Regions from separate parts of the Mus musculus genome. Here regions 1, 2, 4 and 5 are each linked to region 3. Evidence: chromatin contacts called from public HiChIP or PLAC-seq and promoter capture Hi-C data. All regions are on one chromosome and are shown on one strand. Each heading gives the region's core, a stretch centred on a gene start, on an enhancer-like site or on the middle of the called end of the contact. The rest is flanking DNA. Distances are from core to core; before and after follow the strand shown.

What was found. Promoter capture Hi-C pulls out the DNA fragments that hold promoters and counts their contacts. HiChIP or PLAC-seq counts read pairs in DNA pulled down with a chosen protein or histone mark. Capture Hi-C pulls out chosen DNA fragments and counts their contacts.
Region 1: an H3K4me3 HiChIP or PLAC-seq map of embryonic limb bud shows a contact between it and region 3, with 3 times the contacts expected there. The contact joins the enhancer-like site here to the promoter of Eno1 in region 3. A contact is called at or near these places in 9 of 39 promoter capture datasets (the 3T3-L1 cell line, the C10 cell line, the HPC-7 cell line and 5 more), 20 of 115 datasets of contacts at active chromatin or transcription factors (the 230-238 cell line, the SCID.adh cell line, T-cell acute lymphoblastic leukemia and 15 more) and 3 of 9 other capture datasets (adipose tissue, liver and pancreatic islet).
Region 2: a contact with region 3 is called in a promoter capture Hi-C map of adipose tissue. The contact joins the promoter of Gpr157 here to the promoter of Eno1 in region 3. A contact is called at or near these places in 3 of 484 Hi-C or Micro-C datasets (embryonic stem cells and nephron progenitors), 4 of 115 datasets of contacts at active chromatin or transcription factors (embryonic stem cells, memory CD8 T cells and pancreatic cancer cells) and 3 of 9 other capture datasets (adipose tissue, liver and pancreatic islet).
Region 4: a promoter capture Hi-C map of liver shows a contact between it and region 3, with 3 times the contacts expected there. The contact joins the enhancer-like site here to the promoter of Eno1 in region 3. A contact is called at or near these places in 13 of 39 promoter capture datasets (the 3T3-L1 cell line, 3T3-L1-derived adipocytes, the C10 cell line and 9 more), 3 of 484 Hi-C or Micro-C datasets (bone marrow-derived macrophages, embryonic fibroblasts and liver), 22 of 115 datasets of contacts at active chromatin or transcription factors (the NIH/3T3 cell line, the SCID.adh cell line, T-cell acute lymphoblastic leukemia and 15 more) and 4 of 9 other capture datasets (adipose tissue, bone marrow-derived macrophages, liver and 1 more).
Region 5: a contact with region 3 is called in an H3K4me3 HiChIP or PLAC-seq map of bone marrow-derived macrophages, with 2.6 times the contacts expected there. The contact joins the enhancer-like site here to the promoter of Eno1 in region 3. A contact is called at or near these places in 1 of 15 datasets of contacts at CTCF or cohesin (the NIH/3T3 cell line), 7 of 115 datasets of contacts at active chromatin or transcription factors (the SCID.adh cell line, bone marrow-derived macrophages, embryonic stem cells and 3 more) and 2 of 9 other capture datasets (adipose tissue and pancreatic islet).

What each region holds. Positions count from the first base shown.
Region 1 is chr4:150,487,035-150,489,734 of GRCm38.p6, forward strand. The region is part of intron 7 of Rere (arginine glutamic acid dipeptide (RE) repeats); the gene reads left to right. Among named protein-coding and RNA genes, the nearest start is that of Gm52709, 21 kb to the left of the region's middle. Within about 2 kb of position 1,252, at least 273 of the 459 cell types and tissues checked have an H3K27ac peak or open chromatin away from gene starts, as enhancers often do. A contact at or near this core is called in the HPC-7 cell line, adipose tissue, bone marrow-derived macrophages and 8 more, where this site is marked.
Region 2 is chr4:150,086,078-150,088,777 of GRCm38.p6, forward strand. It overlaps Gpr157 (G protein-coupled receptor 157), which reads left to right and starts at 1,426. Exons shown (of 4, transcript NM_177366.3): 1 at 1,426-2,059. The coding sequence starts at 1,677.
Region 3 is chr4:150,235,871-150,238,570 of GRCm38.p6, forward strand. It overlaps Eno1 (enolase 1, alpha non-neuron), which reads left to right and starts at 1,327. Exons shown (of 12, transcript NM_023119.2): 1 at 1,327-1,470.
Region 4 is chr4:150,461,143-150,463,842 of GRCm38.p6, forward strand. The region is part of intron 4 of Rere (arginine glutamic acid dipeptide (RE) repeats); the gene reads left to right. Gm52709 (a long non-coding RNA gene) reads right to left here. Exons shown (of 2, transcript XR_003955312.1): 1 at 2,479-2,700. Among named protein-coding and RNA genes, the nearest start is that of Gm52709, 4.9 kb to the right of the region's middle. Within about 2 kb of position 1,394, at least 54 of the 459 cell types and tissues checked have an H3K27ac peak or open chromatin away from gene starts, as enhancers often do. A contact at or near this core is called in the HPC-7 cell line, adipose tissue, hepatocytes and 3 more, where this site is marked.
Region 5 is chr4:150,378,176-150,380,875 of GRCm38.p6, forward strand. All of the region lies in intron 1 of Rere (arginine glutamic acid dipeptide (RE) repeats), which reads left to right. Among named protein-coding and RNA genes, the nearest start is that of Gm52709, 88 kb to the right of the region's middle. Within about 2 kb of position 1,281, at least 13 of the 459 cell types and tissues checked have an H3K27ac peak or open chromatin away from gene starts, as enhancers often do. A contact at or near this core is called in bone marrow-derived macrophages, where this site is marked.

The DNA.
Region 1 (2,700 bases), core at 2-2,501, 250 kb after region 3:
CACCATGTCCTGCTCTAAGAATCTGTAAGAACTCATGTTCTTGGAAAAGATTTTCGTTTTTTGACTCCATTCCATTTCTGAGAAACAGTTGGTCCTGTCCTTTTTTCCAATCTTTTATGTTTTGAGGGAATTTTGTGATGTTTCTTTAAGTTATAACTGAGTGGTGTAAAGATCATTTAGTTTGCAGGCGGGAGTAACCTGCGTACCTGCTATTTCATAATGATAAACAGTGCTTTGTGGGAGGCGAACGCTGGATGGGTAGACAGGCTTGTTCTGCAGGGTTTTACCAGGGCCTCTCTTGGCTGCTCTGTGGGCAGGGTGACTGAGTACTTTGGTCCTCAGTATTGCTGTAGTGAGATGGACTTGTTACATGGCTTTAGAAATCTTTCAAAATGAGTTTTAATAGATTTAGGTTTATAGATAGTGTTGTGCGAGAATGAATCAGGGCACTTGAAATGTTTTGTTTGTTTGTTTGGTTGGTTGGTTGGTTGGTTGGTTAGTTGTTTTTTTGTTTTGTTTTGTTTTTCCAAGTATGCTGAGGTGTTTATAGTGGATGGTCTTTAGGCATTTGGGGGGAGGGGCATATGCATGCACGTTCACTTAACTGAGGGGGGGTTAGTGTCAGCCAACCATTATGGTTCATGCTAGGTTAGTGCTCTGCTGCTGAGGTTATTTCCCCCCCCCCCCCCCATCCTTGATCTGAACCTTGTTGCTGTTTTTATTGTTTCAGTTCATTCTTGGAGACCTGGCTGGGCTCATATTAATTACCTTAGAGGATGCTGTAATTTAATCACTTGGAGATTTGGGGGTTCTTTTTGCATGAAGTATGGCATTCCTTGTGTGCTGTATTAGTGCTGTCTCCATTGTGGCCATACCTATGTGGCTAGCTTGCTTGTTTGGTCTTTTTGTCAAGTGCGTTTTCAAAAAGACATGTGTTTAGTTGCTTCTCCTAAGCACTGCTGCTGTTTCTGCGCTTAATTTCAGGTGCAGTTATTTGTACCTGTTTTCCTCGTTCTTGTTCTTTGTTGAAAACATGGTTATTTAAAAACCTGACTTACTTAAAAAATAGAAAAGACAAAAGAAAACTTGCTGTTGTCTCCTGAGGACGGACGCTTCTGGCTTGGCTTGTGGAGTTCCCTGGTGTTGGCTGTCTGGAATCCCCTTTCTAAGGCCCCACTTCCCTGCACACTAGCTTGGTGTGCTCGGAGAAGCTGCAGAGTCTGTTGGCTGGTCTTTATTTACGGAAACAGCAGGGTTGAGATTGATTGCGTTGTGGAGAGACAGTGTGTGGATGAGGGAGGGTCACAGCACATGCTCAGTCCTGTCAGAGTGAGGGAAGTTTCAGCGTTCTGCGTGAAGGCTTAGGTCATAGCACAAGCTCAGTGAGAGAGAGCTCTGTGAGGTCTCAGCCTGCATGGGCCTCCATTTTGAGTACTTAGAGTAGAAAAGGGCAGAGTTTTAGCAGTAAGTAGAGGTGCAGGGATCCAGCTAGACTCACGAGAGCCCGTGTTAGTCATGGATGATCCATTCAGCCCCTGCAGGTAGGCGATCTTCCCCTGGCCTTTCGAAGACATTGGCTTTGCTGCTCAAGCTCCTTCTGAAGATGTTTATGAATCATCTTGCCATTCATAGTGCATGTGCCTAAAGCCTTTGATTCTGCCAGCTGGCCATGCAGAGGTGGCATTGCGAAGCATAAAATCAGAGCTGTGCATGGGGTCTACCAGGAGATGAATTAAGCAAATGTACAGTGTGAAGCTTTGTGAGTCTCTATCCATGTCTCTACCCCTTTCCTTCACCTCTTCCTCTCTTCCGTGTGATTATAGCCTGGGTTTGCCCAGTGCATTTTGTAGAGCTTGTCTGTCTTAAAGACCTGCAGAGCAGACCTGCAGACTGCCTCATTAGCCATGTGCCTTGTGGTGATCGCTGGGCCACAGGATGGATCTGTTTGGCTGTTTTAGGAAGGGTGGTAGGTGGGCAACTATTGGTTGCTTTGAAGGTGGGTGGAACTTGTTTTGATTGAGAGCCTGTTCGCTAGAGCAAATTATAATTCTTGTGAGGTGACACATGAGGGGGATAGCTGTGGATGACGATTGCAACTGTATCATCTTAGTGTGTTTTCAAAGGGAACTGTCATATCACATCAGCTTCTCTTCTGTTCTTTCTGAAGGAGCAAAGCCTTCTTTTTGGAGTTTGTGGCAATTCTCTTTCCAGCTTGGAGAGGCTATAAACATTGACATCTATGTTAAAATTGAGATTCACATACTTTTCTTTATTCTTGTATGTTAGTTTTTGCTGTGGTGTATGTGTATTTTGTGTGATTTTTTTGCATTGAGTAGGAGGAGAGTGGAAATGGAAAGGGTTTGCTGCCAAAGAAGGCAGAGGTGTGGACAAGGTCACGTTTGGTACCTGTGGCTTGATGTCTGACCATGAAGTAGCCCTCTCTACCCAGGTGAAGCTGTTTTGTTTTGTTTGTTTTTACCTCTTGTTTGCAGAGAGAGCCCAGGTAGGGGCTGTGACTATGGTTTACTAGGGAGCCAATCAGGATTAGCAGATTTTGTGCAGTGGAATTCTTACTCAGACAGGGAATTAGAGAAATTTGGGATTGCCTTGCTGCCTGTCATTTCCTCTCCCCTTTAGGGTTGGGAACAATTTAGACATAAGTCAGGTTTTGTGCAGTTGTAAGGACTATAGAAAACACTA
Region 2 (2,700 bases), core at 176-2,675, 150 kb before region 3:
GTACCTTGCCCTTAGAGAGCAGGCCATGGGATGCACTGCAGCTGGAGTCATAAGTGGTTGTGGGCCATCGAATATGCAAGCTGGATCTTGCACAAGTATCTCCATCCCTAAGAAATACAAAATGTTCAAACAAGAAAAAAAAAAAAAACCTCTGTAAACTGGGAACTATGCTTCCTTACTTTTTTCTTTTCATGTAACATATTTAAAATTACATTTTTTTAAATTTATGGGTATGGGGGTACGCCAGCCACAGGTGTGGAGGTCAGATGTGGAGGTCAGATGACAATTTACCCCACCAAGTGCGTCCTGAGAATCAAATTCAGACTGTCAGTGTTATTCTGCCCTGGCAATTACTCAAGGCCATCTCATAGGCACTAATGTTTCATTCCTTAACATCGCACCTGGCGCTGGAGAGATGGCTCAGCGGTTAAGAGCACTTGCTGCTCTTCCAGAGGATCAGATTCGAATCCAGCCCCCACATGGTGCAGGGGGTGGGGAGTCTGACGCACTTTTCTAGCCTCTGTGGGCACTGCATACACATGGTACAGGTACATCCGTGCAGACAAAATATCCACGCACGTAAAATGATAAAATGTATTTTTAAAATAGCACTAATAAGGTATATAGAATAAACAAGGAACTAAAAGTATATATATATTTCAGTAGGTGAGCACTTCATTGGGATGTGTAAGGTCCTGAGTTGTACACCCAGCCCCACAAAAACACAATACTTTCATTGTAACAAAAGTTAGAAACTTCCCCAAATCACCACCACAGATCTTGTGAAGATTTCGAGTACCCAAGCTTCAGGAATGTAGGCCATGCTCTGGACCTGTTTTTGCCACCATCGGAAAGAATGTTTCCAGCAACCACCCCTCCCCTCCCCAACACACACGTAAGCAGGCTGATCAGGGGAAAGTAACATTAGCCTTAAAAATGCCATTCTCCCCTCCCCGCCTCCCCCCAACCCCCAGAACAGGATGTCCTGGCCATTTGCTAACCTCCTAGAGTGGCTCTGAGAGGCAGAAGGCAACGATTGGGACAGGACTGGGAGGTACTAGGTAAGAGGGAAGCGTAGAGGCGCAGAGGCGTGGGGAAACGCGGAGAAGCGATTGAGCTTGAGGCTGAAAGAGCATCAGGGCGGAGCAATGCGCAAGTGGGGGGCATGGGAGGAGCTTGAAGGAGGCTGGGCGGGGCTCTGGGGCTACAGGGCGGGACATGGAGAGCTCAGGGGCGGAGCGCTGGAGCTTCAGATTCGGATGTGTTACTGCGCAGGGGCGGGGTGCAGGGGCGGGACGCGAGGAGAGCGCGCAGGGTTACAGAGTCGGGGTGTGGAGAGCTCATGAAGGGGCTACCAGCTTGGAGACAGCAGGGGCGGGGACTCGGGACGAGATTAGAGTGCTCAGGGGCGGGCGTGGAGTGCTCAAGGGAGGGACCTGGAGGACTCAGGGTAGGATTGTAGAGCTCAGGGACAGGGAGTGGAGGGCGCCGCGGTGAGACCGCTGTTGTGTAGTTGTTAGACTGGGCGGGGCTGGGACGCAGGCGGGACCCGTGGGGACGCGAGCCCGGGCGCCAAATGCCCAGACAGAGGCGACCGCGGGCTCGGCTTGGCCACGACCTCTCGGCACCCTTAGGCCTGTGCACCCTGGCTGTCTGCCCTTGGTCCCCAACCCACCATGCCCTCACCCGCGCCTCCCACCGAGCTGCTGCCGTGGGAGCGCGCGGTGGTGCTGCTGTCGTGTGCGCTGTCAGCTCTGGGCTCGGGCCTCCTGGTGGCCACGCACGCCCTGTGGCCTGACCTGCGTAGCCGGGCGCGGCGCCTGCTACTCTTCCTGTCGCTAGCGGACCTGCTCTCGGCTGCCTCGTACTTCTACGGAGTGCTGCAGGACTTTGCGGGCACTTCGTGGGATTGCGTCCTTCAGGGCGCTCTCTCTACTTTCGCCAACACCAGCTCCTTCTTCTGGACGGTGGCCATCGCCCTCTACCTATACCTCAGCATCGTCCGAACTACGCGCGGGCCCTCCACGGACCACCTAATCTGGGCTTTTCACCTCATCAGGTGAGTAGGAGACCCGGCTTTGCCTCCAGGCCCCAGACCCAGGCTTATGGGTCCCGGGCCTTGCGTGCTGTGCTGTGGCATTCGTGCTTTCCCTATCTAGGTGTCAAGGTGGTGTGTCCTACTGGCAGTCACATGCATCCCCGAACCATGGAAGGGTGCCCAACTTGCCCAAAAAGTTGGAGCCAAACCTGTCTGAGCGTCTCTGAAGAGGGTGGTCTCTGTATCTGCCCCAGCCAGAATCTCCCAGCAAGGTGTGGGTGGGTGCAGAACTTGCCCATAGGAAGAGGTCTGCCATTTAGAAAGGAATTGGAGACAGTCTGTGCCCTTTGCCTCCTACTTCACCGCGATCTGGCAGTCTCTGCTGCCCATGGAGAGAAGTTCCAGTCTGCAGGCTAGAAGATGAGTTAGGTGGCTGCCCTGGCCTAAAAGCCCACAGCTTCCAATTCTATACCACAGTGGTTGTGGTGCGTCCAGCCACTCTCAGACGATAGTGTGCCAACTGTAAAATGCACAGAGGTATGCTTCTTTAAGCTTTTCACGACATTTATAAACTTCAGGCCCCCATTACCTGCACTTTCTTAGACGCTTTTAAAAAAGATTTATTCATTTTATTTTATGTGTGTGAACTGACTGCATGTATG
Region 3 (2,700 bases), core at 77-2,576:
TATCTGTTCAGGAACTAGCTCTGTAGATTAAAGGCTCACATTAGCACTGACTGGCTAGCTATCATCACTTTTATTTTTTCTCTTTTCTTCATTTCTTTCTTTTTCTCTTTTCTTTTCTTTTCTTTCTTTCTTTCTTTCTTTCTTTCTTTCTTTCTCTTTCTTTTTTTTTTTTTTTTGACAAGGTCTCATCACTATGCCCCATCTGAATTAGAATTCACTATGTAGACCAGGCAGGCCTTGAACTCAGAAATCCGCCTGCCTCTGCCTACCCACAGCTGTGGTTAAACACCAGCTTTATTTTCTTCATCAGAAGGGTGAAATGGCTCCACCCTGCGCTTCCGGACGTTTGTCACATCATTGTGGAATATTACTAGTCTAGACTTTTGAGAAATGCGTCGGGACGACTTGAGTATGAGTCTCAAGAACTGGTAGGTCAAGAACATCGAGGCCACAAGCAGGGGAAAGAAGTATTAGATCTTTAAACAAAGGAACATTAACATGGATGAAGAATAAATCCACACTGAGCTAGTACACCAGAGAAGTAAGGAAAGTTCTAAAGTAGGGTGGAGTGGCTGGGTGGGTGTAGCACAAAGGTACTGCCTTATTAGCGTGAGCTGGACAGTAGGATTCGGTACCCTCCACACAGTAACAAATGATTAGGTAATATTAAGGGAAAGGTCACTTTCCCTTGGCTACCTCGGCCTGAGACTCACTACAGCAAGGACAAAAGGACGGGGTCACCTTGGCAGATGGCACCAGAGAGCCAGGACCAGCGGCGAGGGCGCTCAGTGCGCAGGCGCAGTATCCATGCATTTCCCCCTCATCCCCCCCACCCCCACCCAATTCCACGCGGGAGTGAGGCCCTCTGGCCGCGCATCAACGTTTCCACACCGCCGGGGGCTCCAGAACCTCCCGGTGGGGGGTTGGCCGGCTGGAGGGCCGAGCCGCGAAGGTCATCAGCAAGGTCGTGGGCCGGACGTGTGGCGCCGCAGCCACGCCGAGTGCGTGTGAGACTCGGAGTACGTGCGGCGGGCTCAAGCCCTCATGCCCGCCGCGCAGCCCAGCCCCGCCCCGCCCCGCATCCGGGCTCCGTAGACCCTCGGCCGGGCCCCAGGTTCCCAGCCGGAGGCTCGCCAGGCATTCCAGCTATGCCCCAAGCAGGCTAGGCCCAGAAAGGCAGGACAACCCCCGCCCCCGTGCCCTCGCCCCTAGTCTGGGCAGGCCGAGCGGCCGCCTCGGTCACGCTCTTCTATTGGAGTGATGGCACGCTGAGCCAATGGGGAGGCGGCGCGGAGGGAGGGCGGGCCCGAAAGGGGAGAACTGGGCGGGGCTTAACGAGCAGGAAAGGAAGACAGAGTGGGAGGCGCTTAGTGCTGCTCCGGTACAGGGTCGCGCTCGCGTCTGTCCTTAAGGCTCTCCTCGGTGTCCACGGCACCCTCTTTCCTTGCTTTGCAGCGATCCTACTGCCAGGTATGGTCCTTGTCTCCACCGGGGTCAGCTCTCCTACTAGCTTCGCTTGGGGACCCGGTGGGCACGTGCACCCACTAGCCTGGGCGGGAGCCGCTATCCGGGGAGCACTCGGGTCAGCCTCGTGGAAGGACGCAGGCTCTTGGAGGGTGGAGGTGTGAGCCCCACCAGTGATCACCGAGTTTCAGGGTTGCAATGTAACCGGGTTCCCAAGCAGACAACAGCAAATGCAGACCACGGATGATCGCGGCCGTGGAGAATAGAAAAGTACTTTCTGTGTAGTTAAGTGGAAGGTTTCAGAGGGAGGGAGAGCAACTTAAACCCCCGATGCTCATTAAATCCTTTCTCAGAATGGAAGGGCCAGAAATAAGGATGCCCAAGAGGCAGAGCGCCACACCCTAGTAGATCCTGCTGGGGCTGTAGCTCCTGGACCGCAATCGAGCGTCACTGGGCGGGAGTGGTCCAGCCCATCTCTGCTGTGGAATATTCCTGACCTGTGAGTGTCGGTTAGGTACTAAGAGTAGAGGAAATTGCAGCAGTCCCGTTGGATAATTGGGAAGCCCTCAGGAGACCTCGACGCAATTAGGCAAGAGCTACAGGTTTCCTGGGTGGCTACTAGCCGGCCGTGAACTGACTTAAGATGCATTTAAGAAAACTTCCTGTTCGTTCTGGCCTAGGCAGTGTGGTTCCTTGGCTGACTCGCTTTCGGGATAGACCACAGCTAGTCTGCTGATTAGCCTGACCGATAGGTCCACTTTTCTGCCCTTGGTCTGGCGTTCAATCCAGATAAAGACAGAGTGGGTGAGATTTTCTTCCTTTGGTTAAATACGTTTGCTGCCTAGCCTAAAGATCCAAGCTAGATAAAAAGGGTGGAGGGAGGGATCAACTCCTACAAGTTGTAAGGTCTTTGCAGAGCAAAGTGTGGCACGTGGGTGCTCCTCCGCCCCCATAAAGGAACCAGCCATGGAGATGCACACATGAAAGTGTAGCGCTAGGGATGCTGAGGCTGGAGGATCACTGAGTTCTGGTCAGTCTGGCATTCATAGAATCGGGCGAGTAAGAGAGAAGACAAAAGAGTATGGTTGAGGAATAGTAAGGTTTTGTAACATGGTAGGTAAAAAGTAGATACTTTATTCTTGGTGAGTGTACAAAGATCCTTTGTCTTAGAGAAGACAAAACCACAGAAGTAACTTCTGTGGAAAAAAAAGCTGCCTTTGCTTCAGTGCTTGCCAC
Region 4 (2,700 bases), core at 144-2,643, 230 kb after region 3:
TTTTCTTTGGTCCCCCTGCACTTAGTGATTATCTATCTGACTTAGGGCCCAGGAGTGGGCCTGCTGCTCCTGTGGAAAGCAAGCTTTACAGGCTCTCTGGACGTCCCCATCCCCGGCTGCTGTCACTGACCTTTTCTAGAACACTCAGTCCCTAGCAGGCGCTCGTTAAATACTGATTGTATGGTTTGATGAAAGAATGCCTTAAAATGAATTAGCACTTATTTTTGCCAGTTGTTTTCACTTATTTCTGTAAGTAATCTTCTCTGGAAGTTTCTAGAGACATCTTTACCTGACAGTTGGTTTGACCTTCACCTGGAATTTGGTTTGTCTGAAGTTGTTCCTGGTGGAGATGGCTGCACAGCAGCTCCATAGAATGGTGTGTCCTATAAATGGGAAGTGTGTGGGAGAGCGGAGGATCAGGGCATCACTTTCTAGTAATCTTGAAGGCCAGCTGTCTCAGCATGGCCGTGGTGGCTCTGAGTTGTGGCTTTGTGGTAATGGAAGTGGCCCCCATCTTATGTCTGGGCTGATAACACAAATTCGGTGCATGACTCAAACTTATTCAGCATTACAAGTAATTTTAGTTTATGTAAATTATATCTCAATAATTAAAGAATAGCCTAAAATTAAAACTGGTTTTTCAAAAATGAGGACAGTGATTTCAAAGAAAAAAATCATTCTAAGACATTAGTGCTGGAACATGATGAAGTTTTTTGACAAAAATCCCTATTTTAAAATGTTTGTGACACTTCGATTTCTCCATTGCCATCCCCACCCCCACACTTAAAAAAAAGAAAAGAAAAGAACTGAACGTTTTCCCAGCTCTGCTTACACTTGAGTGAATACACTAATCGATTACCCAGGGATTAACAAAGCCTTCTCATTTCCTGCTTCCATTTCTCCTCTGCAGCAGCCAGTGGCCCTTTGTTGTCCTACATGTGGAGTGAGATAAGCTTCCAGGGCATGTTTGTATTAGAAAAATGGTGTAGATGGAAAAGTTATATAAATAGACCAACAGGTATTAGAGGTTACAGTCTTTGTTTTCATTTGAGTAAGTAGGAAAAAGAAATATAATTAAGACATCTAAAACAAGAAAAACTAATTTACATAAAATGGGAAATGTAATGTTTCAGTGTTTCTACTGATTTTCTCATTTCTTAACCAGCTATTTGAATTATTTATGACCAGTTAGGAGTGTTAGCTGTAATTAGATTTCTGTTATTATGTGGGCAAACTTTAACTTAAAGCAGTGGCTTCTAACCCTGCAAGTCTTAAATGCAAATGTTTGCTCTGAAAGTTATTTTCCCATGTTAACCAGGCCTACTATCCTGAAGCACAATTCAGAAAGCAGCAGAACAGGAGGCTCAGCTCTTGGAACCGGGCAATGTTGCCAGGCTCCTTTAAAGTCGATGTGACTGGTGGCAGGGGGCCAAATGTTCCAGCTCCAGAAGAAAGTGAAATTAAAAGTACTGTTCATTTTCTGAATTTGGTTTGTTGAAAGTATAGTCTTGCTGACCGCGGTGGCACACACCTTTAATCTCAAGGATCAGGAGGTAGAGCCAAGTGGATCCCTGTGAGTTTGAGGCCAGGGAGTTTCAGGACAGCCAAAGTTAGTTATATAGTGAGAACCTGTCTCTAAACAAAACCAGGGCTGGGAAGATTGCTCAGTAGTTAAGCACACCTTGCTCTCCCAGACCTAAATTCAGTTCCCAGCACCATAGCAGGTGGCTCCCACTTATCTGTCATTCCAGTTACAAAGGCATCTGATTCCCTTGGCCTCTGTTAATTTAAAAATTAACCCTGGGGACCGGAGAGATGACTCAATGGCTTCCAGAGTACCTGGGTTCAAATCCCAGCACCCACATGGCAGCTCAGAACTGTCTGTAACTCCAGAATATGATAGTCCCACACAGACATACATGCAGGCAAAACACCAACACACATTGAAAGAGAGAAGGAAGGAAGAAAGTAAAGAAAAGAGGAGAGGGAGGAGAGGAAAGAGAGGGAGAAGAGAGGAAGAAATTGGGGGGAGGGCCTCAGTAATTTTTAAGATTTTACTCAATGCCTGGGTATGGTGGCACTTTTAATTTCAGCATTCAGGAGGCAGAGGGAGGTGGATCTCTGTGATTTTGAGGCCAGCATGCCTGGTCTACATAGTGAGCTCCAGGCCAGCCAGAGAACCTGTATCAGAAAGACTGATTCCCTGGGATTAAGAAACTTGAGGACATAAAACAGTGTTGACCAATACAAATCTTCAGAATATTTTGCCATCAAACTTAAGAGTAGTCTCTGAGATACATCTTTAGCCGTGAGTTGGTCATTTTAGTTTTTAAAATCATGTGACCCTGTGATCATGAGATGTCAGACTCAGCTTGTATACCTTCTAGTGTTTCCATGCCCTGCGGTCAAGGTGTCTTCACTGTTCTATTGTTGTAAAGAGACACCATGACTACTTTATGTAAGAGAACATTTACTCACAGTTTCAGAGGGTTGTCCACGGCGATAGCAGGCACGGCACTGGACAGTAGCTGAGGGGGTGCTGTGTACTGTATCAGAGGGGGGCAGAGGCTAGACCCAACCCCAGTGACACACCTCCAAGAAGGCCACACCTACTAACCCTTCCTAAACCATCCACCCACTGGGAACCGGACCTTCCAATGTCTGAGCCTGTGTGTCCATTCTCAGGCAGAACCCCAACTC
Region 5 (2,700 bases), core at 31-2,530, 140 kb after region 3:
GGATGAGTAGTGCACACTCTTAGAAGTGAGAGGTTCGGCCTCAGAGCTGGAACAAAAGGATGCTAGCAAGAGAAACTGAAGTTTAATACTGCTACCTGCTTAGTACATTAGAAGGGCTGTAAAATTTTATGGTGGTTATATGTCAGCCATGTTTGGGTTTGGTGGGTAAAATTAGGCAATGACTATAAGTAACTTTAGAAAGAAACATTTTAATTTTGATAATTGTAAGTTCTCTGTGGATATTTTAAAGAATTTGTGGTATGTTTAGATCTTGATGTGAAAGCCAAGTGTTCATGCCATTAGCATTTGCACTCATTGCTCAGTTCTGCAGCAAACAGACCTGTTTCTTACATCTTGCTTTTCCAAAGCCAGTGAGCTCCTAGTGATCTGGGTATTAAAGGTGGTAGTTTCTTTGTGGCTGCTGAGCTTTAAAAGAGTAAAAGAGAGCACACACTCACCGTGCATTTGCCACACTGTCAAGTCAGCACACTCCAGTGGTGTGTGCTGCTGTGTTCACAGCTGCTTTTACCACGAAGCCACCGGATTATCTGCTAATAATTTAAAAATAGATGGGTGGAAACAGGTCTCTGCTGGGCTTGAGTGTCAGCATCAGAAGTGAATTGTATGCCTTTGAATAAAATGACAATTGAAGTTATGCCCTGTAACACGGTCTTTAGGACTTCTCAGACCAATTTATTCTGTGCATAAAGAACAGGAGGAGTTGATTAGGATCTTTTTATATGACCAAGGTTGGAGAAATTTTCATTGTATGGGTATGGGTGTTTTGCCTGCATTATGTCTGTGTAGCACATGTGTGTCTGTGCCTGAGGAGGCCAGAAGATCATCAGATCCCTTGGAACTAAAGTTAGAGCCGATTGTCTGATGCCATGTATGTACTGGGATTCAAAACTGGGTCCTCTGCAAGTGTACCCAACTGCTGAGCCACCTTTGCAGCCCTGGAAAGGTGGGTCATTCAATTTACTCATTAGTCTTTTCCTTTTAAACATTGAAACGTATCATATGTAGTTGGCATGTCATGCATATGTAGTATGTAGTGAACTTTTTGGAGTTTTTTGGTATCACCAACCAGCCAACAAAGACAAAAAATTAAATTTCTGTCTTGGTTTCTTTTTATATTGCTATGATAAAAATATTTGGCCAAAACAAGGGAGCAGGTTTACTTTGGCTCGAAGTTCCAGGTTGCAGACTGCCATGGTGGGGACAACAGAGCTGCATAAGCTTAAGCTTAGAGACCTGGTGATGTGACCTCAGTCATGAGGCAGAGAGAGGGGAAGACCAAGGCAAACAGCTGCTCAGCTAGCTCCCTTTCCCCGTTTACACAGCACCGAGTCTCAGCCGGGGAAGGGCGCTGCCCGCAGGTCTGATTGTCAGGTTGATAGTGAACACTAGTACAGTGTCCAAATCTTTCTTCAAAATGAGTGCTTTTTTTTTTCTATTATGAAAATTTAACAAGTATTTTTGGAAGGGGCTCAAATTAATAAATCTCTTAAATTATACCTATTAGTATTTGCTTAGTAAAAAATGAACAGTTTAGGGCCAGCTATAGTGGTGTGCATGCACCTTTAGAGTACTTTGGAGGCAGAGGCAGGTGAATCTCTGTGGTTTAAAGCCAGCCTCGTTCACATAGTGAGTTTCAGGCCAGCCAGGACTAGTAATAAATCAGTGGAGGAAAATGAGAGAACAGACCCAGCTTGACCTCAGAATGGTGAGAGCAGCTTTTTCAGCTGAGAGGACTGTACCATAGTCCTTGTTCGAGGGTATGGGATGTGTCATGTGTCATGTCATGTGCTCATGGCCTTGAGAGGCCCAGAAATTGCCTTTCTGAACTGTAGGGTGGAAAGATAAATCAGGTTCTTGGTTTCTATGATCTCAGAGGTCCAGGAAGTGTAGTGGGGGTTGGCTGCTTTCTAAAATTCCATGGGTGGCAGGAATCTTGAAGCCTTGGGCCTGTTTTGGGCTATGATTTTGGGGTGGGGTATTTTCTTTAGTAAGATGCTGTTTCAAAAACAAACGAACAAACAAACAAAAACAATAAAACGAACAGTTTTTCCAAAAGAAAGAGTTTATTCTGGGATTATCATTCCAGAGAAATAAAGAATCCATTGTTGACATAACAGGGAAGCAAGGGAGCAGTTAACTACAGCAGCAGGAACACCTAAGAGCTCACATCTCTAACCTAAGCATTAAGCAGAGACTGAGACTTTAAATACCACTGTAACAGTCTGTGCGGTAGGGACGATATACTTATTGTCTGCTTTGTAACATTTTAATCACTACTGTGGTGTCTGTGTCAACGGGGCTGAGACACCAGACTTCTGCAGCAGCCTCCTCTCCCTCCACCCTCCAGCCATTGAGCTCCTCCATGCACCTGCTTGTTGAAATAGCTCTCACTGTACTGACTCTCACTGTACTGGCTCTAGTGCAGAGGATGATCTCGAACCCCTTGCACTTCTGTTTGCTGAGTGCACCACGTCTTTCTATGTTAGAGAAATGTCTGGCTCTGCTTGTTTAGAGCTTTTTGACTTTTCATTGATCCAGCTTTTGTCAGAATTTCGTTATCACACTAATTGTGTTTAGTTAGTTGCCAGAGCCTTGTTTGCTTTATTTTATTTTATTTTTTTGAATTTTTTTGATTTTTTGATTTTTTGATTTATTTATTTATTTATTTATTGAATTTTT